Regions from separate parts of the Gossypium hirsutum genome. Here region 1 is linked to region 2. Evidence: chromatin contacts called from public Hi-C data. All regions are on one chromosome and are shown on one strand. The core of a region is the stretch at or near the end of the contact, and the rest is flanking DNA. Distances in the headings are between cores, read along the strand shown.

What was found. A called contact is a pair of places that touch in the nucleus more often than the background predicts.
Region 1: a contact with region 2 is called in a Hi-C map of leaf, with 2.1 times the contacts expected there. The contact joins the promoter of LOC107913566 here to the promoter of LOC107913584 in region 2. A contact is called at or near these places in 2 of 34 Hi-C or Micro-C datasets (both in leaf).

Annotation. Positions count from the first base shown.
Region 1 is chrD11:47,924,142-47,928,977 of Gossypium_hirsutum_v2.1, forward strand. It overlaps LOC107913566 (septin and tuftelin-interacting protein 1 homolog 1), which reads left to right and starts at 1,703. Exons shown (of 2, transcript XM_016842200.2): 1 at 1,703-1,940; 2 at 2,067-4,836. The coding sequence starts at 2,092. The coding sequence ends at 4,653.
Region 2 is chrD11:47,190,880-47,195,808 of Gossypium_hirsutum_v2.1, forward strand. LOC107913584 (probable polygalacturonase) reads right to left here and starts at 3,278. Exons shown (of 5, transcript XM_016842217.2): 1 at 2,397-3,278; 2 at 772-892; 3 at 127-301. The coding sequence starts at 2,858.

The DNA of each region.
Region 1 (4,836 bases), core at 453-2,952, 730 kb after region 2:
CTTTTAATATTTGAATTTGTGTTTTTATCAAATCACTCCAAAATGAATAGAAAATGTAATATTTATTAATCTTACTGACATGATATCCACATGTATGTCACATTAATAATTAATTAATTTTTAAAAAAAATCTGAAAACTTAAAAATTATCAAAAATTTAAAAAGTGTAAAATTTTTTTAATACTAAAAATTATAATAATATTCTATAATTTTTAAAAATTTTGAAAAATTAATTAATTTTTTACCTATAAAAAATCTAAAAACTTAAAAATTATCAAAATTTTAAAAAAGTGTAAAGTTTATTTAATACTAAAAATTATAATAATATTCTATAATTTTTAGATATTTTAAGAAATTAATTAATTGCTTACGTATACACATGGAATACCATGTTAACAAAGTTAAAAAATGTTTACTTTTCCAACCATTTCAAGGTATTTTGACAAAAAAATACAGTTTAAGAGTTAAAAGAGATGAAAAATTAAATAAATGACGACTCAATGTCTTTCTTTTATAAAGTTAGAAAATCGAATAAATCATTATGTAAATATGATTTTTTTCCTAACTATACTTAAATAATTCGTAAATATGGATAAAATATAGGCTCTTAATAGTTTGATGCCACGTGATTTATGGCCAATAATGGTTGCTTAGTTACTAGGACGGACTAACAATGATATTAAGAACTACTAGAACACCAAGCTTAAGAAGAAACTCATGGTCATGAATATGACTTCTCAATCCTAAAGAGCTACTACCATTCCCATCCTCTCATCACACTCCATTTGTTTCATTTCAATTTATACAAAGATTGCACTACTTATCACATTCCAACTAGATCTTTCACAGCCTTTGAGCCAATGTCATTGATTCAGTCTAATATTTAGAACAATGAAAACACTAATTCTACTATCAATTATTCTATTATTCACACTTTATAGACCTTGGTGAATTACATGCAGTTTTACCGGTGAAAGAAGATTAATTTTCTCATGTTACCAGTGTTACCCACATCAATTTTGACAAAGAGATCAAGCAAGAAGACGAGTAATTTTTAGGTTTTAGTGCCTCTAATGGGTATGGAGATAATCACAACTTCATGTTGAGCCCTAACACCAATAATGTAACTTAAAATGTTAAGTAATGAACTGAGAAACCAACTGGATATAATTTAAACAATCCCACCCATTTTGGCTAACATGATAGCAAACATAAAAATATATATATATTCACATTTGCTACCTCATAAAAAATATATGCTAGAACAAACATTAACACACAGAGCCCTATTGAACAACAAAAGAACTTGATTAACCATAACCTAATGGTTGATTGCAATTAAGCTAAGAAATCTTGCTCCGACTCTTTTAGTACCTAAGAAAAAAATTAACAAACATGATTTGACTACATCCACTCGTTCTCTTAAGTAAAGAAAAAAAAAACATATTCAACATGATTTGATGTGATCTAAAATTCACATCACAAAGATCCAACATGAAAATCAAATTGATTTTACATTTAAACAGAGTGTAGATCTCGTTTCTTACTAAGTAAGGCCTAAATTTCTTCTGAGTATCAATTCAAATTTTCAATGGTATAATGAATATACGTTGTAAAAGAGGTATAAAATTGTGTGAATTGCAATTAAAGCCGGAAACATAAACTGGTTATTTAAACATAAATTGCACTACTTCATATATTTAATCAAATAATTGGGCCCACCCTTTGGAGAAATAGAAGGTTAGCCCAGGTATAAAATCAAACCATTTTTAGGTTCCGGATCCTTACCCGGACTCGTTAAGTGCAACCTAAACCCTAAATCCCTAATTTACTCCGTTCCCCCCCACTTCTTTCTGATTTCTAATTTCCCCTGTTCTTCAAATTCGTATAAATCTGATTCCCACCCTCTTTGTAAATTTTCCTCTGGCCGAGATTTCCAGGTATTTTTGCTACTATTAATCTTACTTTACATTTCGTCTTCTTACTCAAACTTTTATTGATCTCCCCGTTTGTGCTTTTTCTTTTTTCCGTTTGTAAATTCTGATTGTTTGCTCTTTTTGCTTCAGATTTTGATAAAAAGCGGAGAAGAAAATGGATGAATATCAAGAGATGGAAAGGTTTGGGATGGAGAACGATTTTGAAGACGCACAATGGATAGACGGCGAATTCTACTACAAAAAGCGCAAAGAAAAACGGACTCAGACAAAAGATGATGTTATTTATGGTGTTTTTGCATCTGATACCGACTCTGAAGACGGTGGTTCTTCTTCATCAAGGAAGAGAAGGAAAGAATTCGGGAAGAAAGCCGACTTGACGAAGCCTGTCAACTTTGTTTCTACAGGTACTGTAATGCCTACCCAAGAAATCGATAATAATTCTAAGGTAGAGAACGATAATAGTGTTCGGGATGATAATGGGGATGATAGCAGGCCTGGATTGGGGTCTGGCGTAGGTTTAGGGTTTGGTGGAAATGATAGCTTGCCCAAAAGTGATGGTAATGTTGTTGCTGATGAGGATGGTGATACTAGTTTTTTGCCTACTGCCTTTGGGAGGAAGATAAAGGAAGGGGCACAAAGGAGAGAGAAAGAGAGGGAGAGGTTGAAAATGGAGAAGAAAAGCTTAGGAGGCAGAAGGGAGGCTGGAGGTGGTAATGGTGATGTTGGGTCTTTCGAGAAGCATACTAAGGGTATTGGGATGAAGTTGCTTGAGAAAATGGGGTATAAAGGAGGTGGTCTTGGGAAGAATGAGCAAGGAATTGTTGCACCTATTGAGGCAAAGATGAGGCCTAAGAATATGGGGATGGGGTTTAATGATTTTAAGGAGGCTAAGTTGCCAGGGTTGCAGCAGTTGGAAGAGAAGAAAAGTGTGAGCCAGCAGCCTGTTGGGAAAGCAAAGGAGAGGCTTTGGTCGAAGAATGCAAAGGGGAGGAAAAAGGAGGAGTATATTACAGTGGAAGAGTTGTTAGCAAAGAAGCAAGAAGAGGGTGTTGAGATTGTTCAGAAGGTGATTGATATGAGGGGGCCACAAGTAAGAGTTTTAACCAACTTGGAGAATCTAGATGCTGAAGAGAAGGCAAGAGAGAATGATGTTCCGATGCCCGAGTTGCAGCATAATTTGAAGTTAATTGTTGACTTGGCAGAGCTTGATATTCAGAAGATTGATAGGGATTTAAGGAATGAAAAAGAGACAGCATTGAGCTTGCAAAAGGAGAAGGAAAAGTTGGAGATTGAGGCTTCACATCAGAAGCAACATTTGGCTAATATGGAGCAAATTGTTAGTGTGCTTGGCCAGATTGAGGAAGAGAACTCATCTGGGAAATTGACCTTGGAGTCCCTTGCAAATAGTTTTAGGGATTTGCAGAAAAATTATGCTGATGATTACAAATTGTGTAACTTGTCCTGCATTGCATGTTCATTAGCTTTGCCTCTGTTTATAAGAATGTTTCAGGGTTGGGATCCTCTTGTGAATCCATCTTACAGGATGGAGGTGATATCAGCATGGAAGGATTTATTGCAAATAGATGGTAGTTATGACATTTGGGAGGATGTAGCAACACCTTATTGTCAGTTGATCTCGGAAGTTGTTTTACCAGCTGTGAGGATATCTGGCATAAACACATGGGAGCCTAGGAACCCTGAACCAATGCTTGGATTTTTGGAATCATGGGAAAAGTTACTTCCGTCACCTATTCTTCAGATCATATTGGATACTGTGGTAATGCCGAAATTGTCAAGAGCAGTTGACTCATGGAATCCCCGTAAGGAAACTGTTCCAATCCATGTCTGGGTTCATCCATGGTTGCCAATGTTGGGGCCGAAGTTGGAGGGCTTGTATCAAACCATACGTATGAAGTTGAGTAATGTTCTTGATGCTTGGCACCCAAGTGATCCATCTGCTTATGCTATACTATCACCTTGGAAGACTGTTTTTGATTCAGTGAGTTGGGAACAACTTATGCGCCAATATATAGTCCCCAAGTTGCAGATTGCTCTGCAGGAGTTCCAAATAAACCCTGCAGATCAGAAGCTTGATCAGTTTTATTGGGTTATGTCTTGGGCCTCTGCAATTCCCATTCATCTCATGGTTGATTTGATGGAGAAATTTTTCTTTGTAAAGTGGCTGCAGGTTTTGTATCATTGGTTGTGCTCAAAACCCGACTTTGAGGAGATAAAAAATTGGTACATGGGTTGGAAGGGACTTCTGCCACAGGAGCTTTTGGCTAATGAAAGCATCCGCAATCAACTTAACTGTGGTCTTGAGATGATGGTTCAGGCTGCTGACCATGTACCAGTAGTGCAGCCTGGTTTGAGGGAGAATGTTACGTATCTTAAGGTGCGTGAGCAGAGGCAGTTTGAGGCTCAGCAGAGAGCAGCCGCACATGCACAACAACCAGCTGCAGCCCAGATGGATGGTGTTCCTGAGATGAGTTTGAAGGAGGTAGTTGAGGCCTATGCACAGCAGCATGAGTTACTATTCAAGCCCAAGCCTGGAAGGATGCATAATGGTCAACAGATATATGGCTTCGGTAACATAAGTGTAATAGTTGATTCACTTAACCAGAAAATTTTTGCCCAAAAGGATAATGGCTGGTCCCTGGTCTCACTTGATGATTTGTTGAAAATGCACTATAATTCTCTTGCGAGGAGACGTTGAGTTTTAGGTAGTTCACTAGGAAAGATGCTGCAGTGAGAAGTGTTTTTGAGTTTTAAGCTGTCCTTTGAAAGGAGGTTGGTGGTTTTTCTGGTTATAGAGGTCAAATGTATTATGCATGAAATGTTTTGAGTACACAAGAGTTTAGTTCCCCCTTGATTTTTCAGTTATAGGAATTGAGAATTT
Region 2 (4,929 bases), core at 2,028-4,527:
AGAAGTTCACAGTTCTTTTGACCTTAATAAATAGTCATGCTCCGAAAAAAACACACACCAGCAAAACAAAATAAATGGATAAACAAATGAAAGAAAACAAGCTACTGCATGCTAGAGAGGTCAAACCTGCAGTAAATAGGATGAATGGTCCAAAATGGTGAATTCCGGAAGGTTAGGTTAGAGATAAGAATGTTATGAGAGTTCATTAGCTCTACGAGGTGGCCTCTTGTGTGTGTTAGCCTTCTGTTCTGCCATAAATCCCACCACATCCCACCTTGACCATCAATTGTCCCGTTCTGTCCTACAACATTAAAACTCTTCATCACACATACTTGATCAATCTTTAGAGAAGGTAGAAATGCTTCACAGACAAGTTAGTAATGGATGACAATGGCAGCTAGCTGCTCTGTGGAACTAAAGACATCTAGCTGTTTCACTGCTTTTAAATAAACCCAACTACTAGTTAAAATCAGGTAGAAATAGCTTATCAAAGTGTCAATTTAGATGCTTTTTAAAATTCTACCCAGCAAGCATGGGAAAGCATTCATTTTGTTATAATCCATGAGCCCTAGTCAAGTCAATTAAATCTAATTTGAGAAAAGCAAAATGTAACACATGGCTGGCTGCCATTATAACTTTTGATTTATGCATACATGTGTGCGTGCATGTGTGTGCAAGTTAAAGCAACTCTTCTTTCCAATTTCATTATTAATCATCAAAGTACCATAACTATGTCTCCAAATATGTTATTTAAAAAATTGATAAAATTACCTGTAATGACTACATTGGTAAGGCCATCTCCATGAATAAGGCTTATGTGTCTTCCTCCCAGTCTCTCTCTCCCTCTACCATAAGAAGGCAATGGTTCTACAACAGGCCATTCCTTTGGATCCTATTACTCATAAACAAAATATTAAAAGATCAGCAGACTTCAGCAACTAATTTAAATAAATAAAGAAATGCATTAACAGTTTCCAGGTGACCAAAATAATTAGACAGCAATTGTTTGCCTATTTTAGTAAACAACTTGAAAGGTTCTGGTTGTTACGTTGTTGCACTAGAATGTTGCGATACTATGTGAAACAGTCTACTTCTAACAGAAATACTAGAATACCAAAGATGTTTACGCAATTCAATAATAACTTACATTTGCAAAGATTTGCCCGGAGATAAATTCACTAAATGAGTCACAGTACAAGCGCTAATTTAAGCTCAACCAATCTAAGGATTTTTGGCAGCCTTAATCTCATACACTCAATGAATTCCGTCAGAAAACCAAGTCTTCTAAGTGAGAACAAATTAATGTTCCAAAAAAATTTGTTTTGCCCTCAAAGAACAATTTTGTGTTCCTTCAATACACCAAACATAAGGGATGAACGCTCTTTTTATAGTTTCCTGGTACAGCTAATGTGATAATGCCATTCTACGTGATTCAAAAGGATAAAGTCAGCTGACAATAGTTCCCAAAATTCACAGTACTAATACCTTTTATCACCACGGTCAATCTCCTCAATTTTACAAAGAATATCGATCCCCTATTTACACCAGATTCCCTATATCTAGTTTCAATTTTTACAAACAAATCACCTAAATTTGTTGCTTTAAATTTGAACTGAAATGAGAACAAAATATGCTTTTTTTTTTGGGGGGGGGGTCCTTTAGTTAAAGTTGCACATCGACACCACCCAACTTTGTTTCTCTTCTAAAGAAAAAAGGCTATGAGAAACAACAAATTCAAAGCATGACATACACAAAGTGAGAAAACCTAGCTATGTTTCTAAATTCTATTTGAACTTTGCACCACTTTCTATTCATAAAGTTGCTCTTTCTTTCACCTATCACAAGGTTCTTTTAATCCCTATTTTTCGCCTGAAAAGGGAAAGAATTCTTTGAGAAAAGCTAAGTACTGAGAGTAACCACCAAGGTTCGAGGGTTGTGTGGTAAGAAGCTCAATGTTCCTTAAGCAAAATCTTGAATTTGGGTAAGAAAAATGAAGAAACATCTTGAATTTGGGTAAAAAAAATGAAGAAACAATTCATGCAGGATAAACGAAGTAACCCACTCTATTTTCTCTTCTACAACATAAACTACGAAATAAAATTATATTTGACACACATTAATCGTCCAACTTAATTCTTCAAATTCAAATGCAAAACCAAAAAAATTAAACAACTTGAAACGGACAAACAAACAGAGATGATAAAGCATGAAGCAATGCATTTAAAACTTAAGTTTTCAAATTGATTTAAAAAAAAAAAAAGAAATTTAAGCTTTCAACTAGGAGGTATCATGTTCAAATCAACAATCTACAATCATCCAACTTCAATTCTGGAGAAGCCAAAATGAACCCATCAAATCAAATATATATGTTATAGTGAAAACGGAGCATTGCTGACCTGAGAACCTAAAATAACTGCACCGTCTTCAAGAAACAAAGTGAAATTACTGGTGAGATTAAAGCTTCCTGTTAACCACTTTCCTTTGGGCACATTAAGCTGACCCCCGCCTTTGTTACTTAAACGTTGCATGTGAACTATCGCCTTCCAAAATGCAGCCGTATTTGAGGTTTTCCCATCGCCAACTCCTCCGAATTCCTTTATCGACATAACATGTTTTCTCTCAGGAAACTCTCCCAACAACCCGGCGCAACTTCCGGGGTCGGGGACGGGTTCGGAGCCGGATGTGACGCTGGTTTTACGTGATCCAGTAACGCCAAAGAATTGGAAAGGAAGGATATCTTTTGTGGAGATTTGAAAAGTGAGAACAGCTACGAATGTAAAGAGAAGAATAAGGAAAACCCAATACGGTTTTTTCAAGTGAACCATTATCGCACCATAATTTGGTCTCTCAGGTTCCATTTTTTGTTGAAAAAGAAGAAAGAAAAAAATTGAATTTTTATTGCTCTAATTAACAAAATTAAAGATATTGATTGAAAAACACAGATGATATAGATAATCTTTAAGTAAAGAAATCTTTACCTTTCATGCATCACCAAAATTTATAAAAAAAATTTAAATATTAAAAAAATGTTAATGGAATTAGATTTTGATAGGATTTACATGCATGAAGAAAAAATAGTTATAAAAAGAAAGAATAAAACAGTGGGCTGGTTTCCTGCATACGTGAGAAAAAGAAGAATGGCGAAGGATGACAAAGCTAAATGCCGGCCTCGGCGTATATAGCCATTAGCCGCGTTTTAGCAAAGGCTCCTTAAAATATAAATAAAAATATATATATTGGAATCAGGTTTCGTGGGAAAAGGAGTTCCAATCACGAACTAACATGAAGAGGGAATGTATGTGATATATGTGGGCAATACGATAGATAGCAGCCACATACACTTTTGTCTTGAGTGTTATTCTTAGAGTCTCGTGTCCGTTAAAGAAGGTATGTGACCCAACCGATACCGCTCCTCGCGGGAATTCGTCCAAAGGTTGCTTTCCTTTTTTGTATAATATAAACAATTAAAATTAAATTAAATTAAATTGGGTGTGTGTTTTCGGTGCATATAAGGTTTTGTGTGAGCTTTCATCATTAAATCATGATCGTACACGTAGGGTAGGAATTTTAGGATTGATTCGTCGCCTCCACCAAGGTATGATTAATCCAGGTAAATTACACGGTTGATGATTGAATCATTAAGCTGTTTTTATTTTATTTTATTTTATTTAGATCCAATTTTTTTATTACAATGAATTTTTTATCACATCCATTAAATCATTAATGGAATGTCTCTAAACATAATATCAATTTATTTTTGGATAAAAATTGCAATTTTATTACTTAAAAGCTGCTAAAAAAACAACAAAACAACCAAAATCAAATGCTATACAAATTCAACCTAATCACTATAATTCAAAATACCCAATTAGAACAAAGACTAAATATTTACAGTATCACTTACCCATCAGTCTAATCTTAATTGTTTCTTTAATCTTTAAAGGCAGTGTATCTGCCATGAGCTCTCCCAAAAAACATTCCATTCTTTTCACACCAAATAGCATGGATATAATGGATGTAGGCATTCCATGCCAGCTTCAAAAGGCAAACAATAACGACTTCCCTTAGAGACGAGTAACAAAAAAAAGTCATCTCTCTTTTTTAAATAGAAATATTTTCTAAAATATTAAATTTTTTCATGATATTGGCGTAATAATTTATGTAATAATTTATGTATACTTCGTGCTAATATAACAATATTTTTTTATATGGTATGCTAACAAATAATTTAAAAATTATAAAAATATTATAAAAAGTAAAAAATAGGAAGTACATGTAGATTGTCATGTCGGTTGCTATGCTTAAAAATTTAACATTTTGGTCAATATTTCCATTTAAAAAGCAACAATTCGACTCTTTTAAAAAGTTGAGGGCCAAATTTAACTTTAAAAAAATGACCAAATTAACAAAAGATATAAAATTGAAGGCTAAATTTGACATTATATCTTTTTATCAACATTATTTTTTATATCACGTGTTGCATGTAAATATTCACGTTTATATTTTTATTATTTAATAAAATATTTTGATTTCATATAACTAATAAAAGAATTTCAAATCATAAATCAAGTAATTTTACAATATTTAAAAAAAGTATTTTATACAATATTTAAAATATGGACATAGTACATACCATACTTTTTATTCTTCAATCTCTACTTTTTCTTTTATCTCTACAAAATCAGTGTAAATAAATGAACGAGATCATCAATATATTAAATAATAATGTTATTTTTAGTTATACAATAAATTGATCATGTTGGCCTTTCTTATAATAACACCTCTTTGTATACTACATTTTTCATGTATATCTATTTTTTGTGTTTTTCCCTGATAATAGAATTAATCTAATTTTAATCAAGAAATAATTTAAAATAACATAATAAGATATTGCTTATTGATCAAATTGTATAGTTTAAATTATAATTA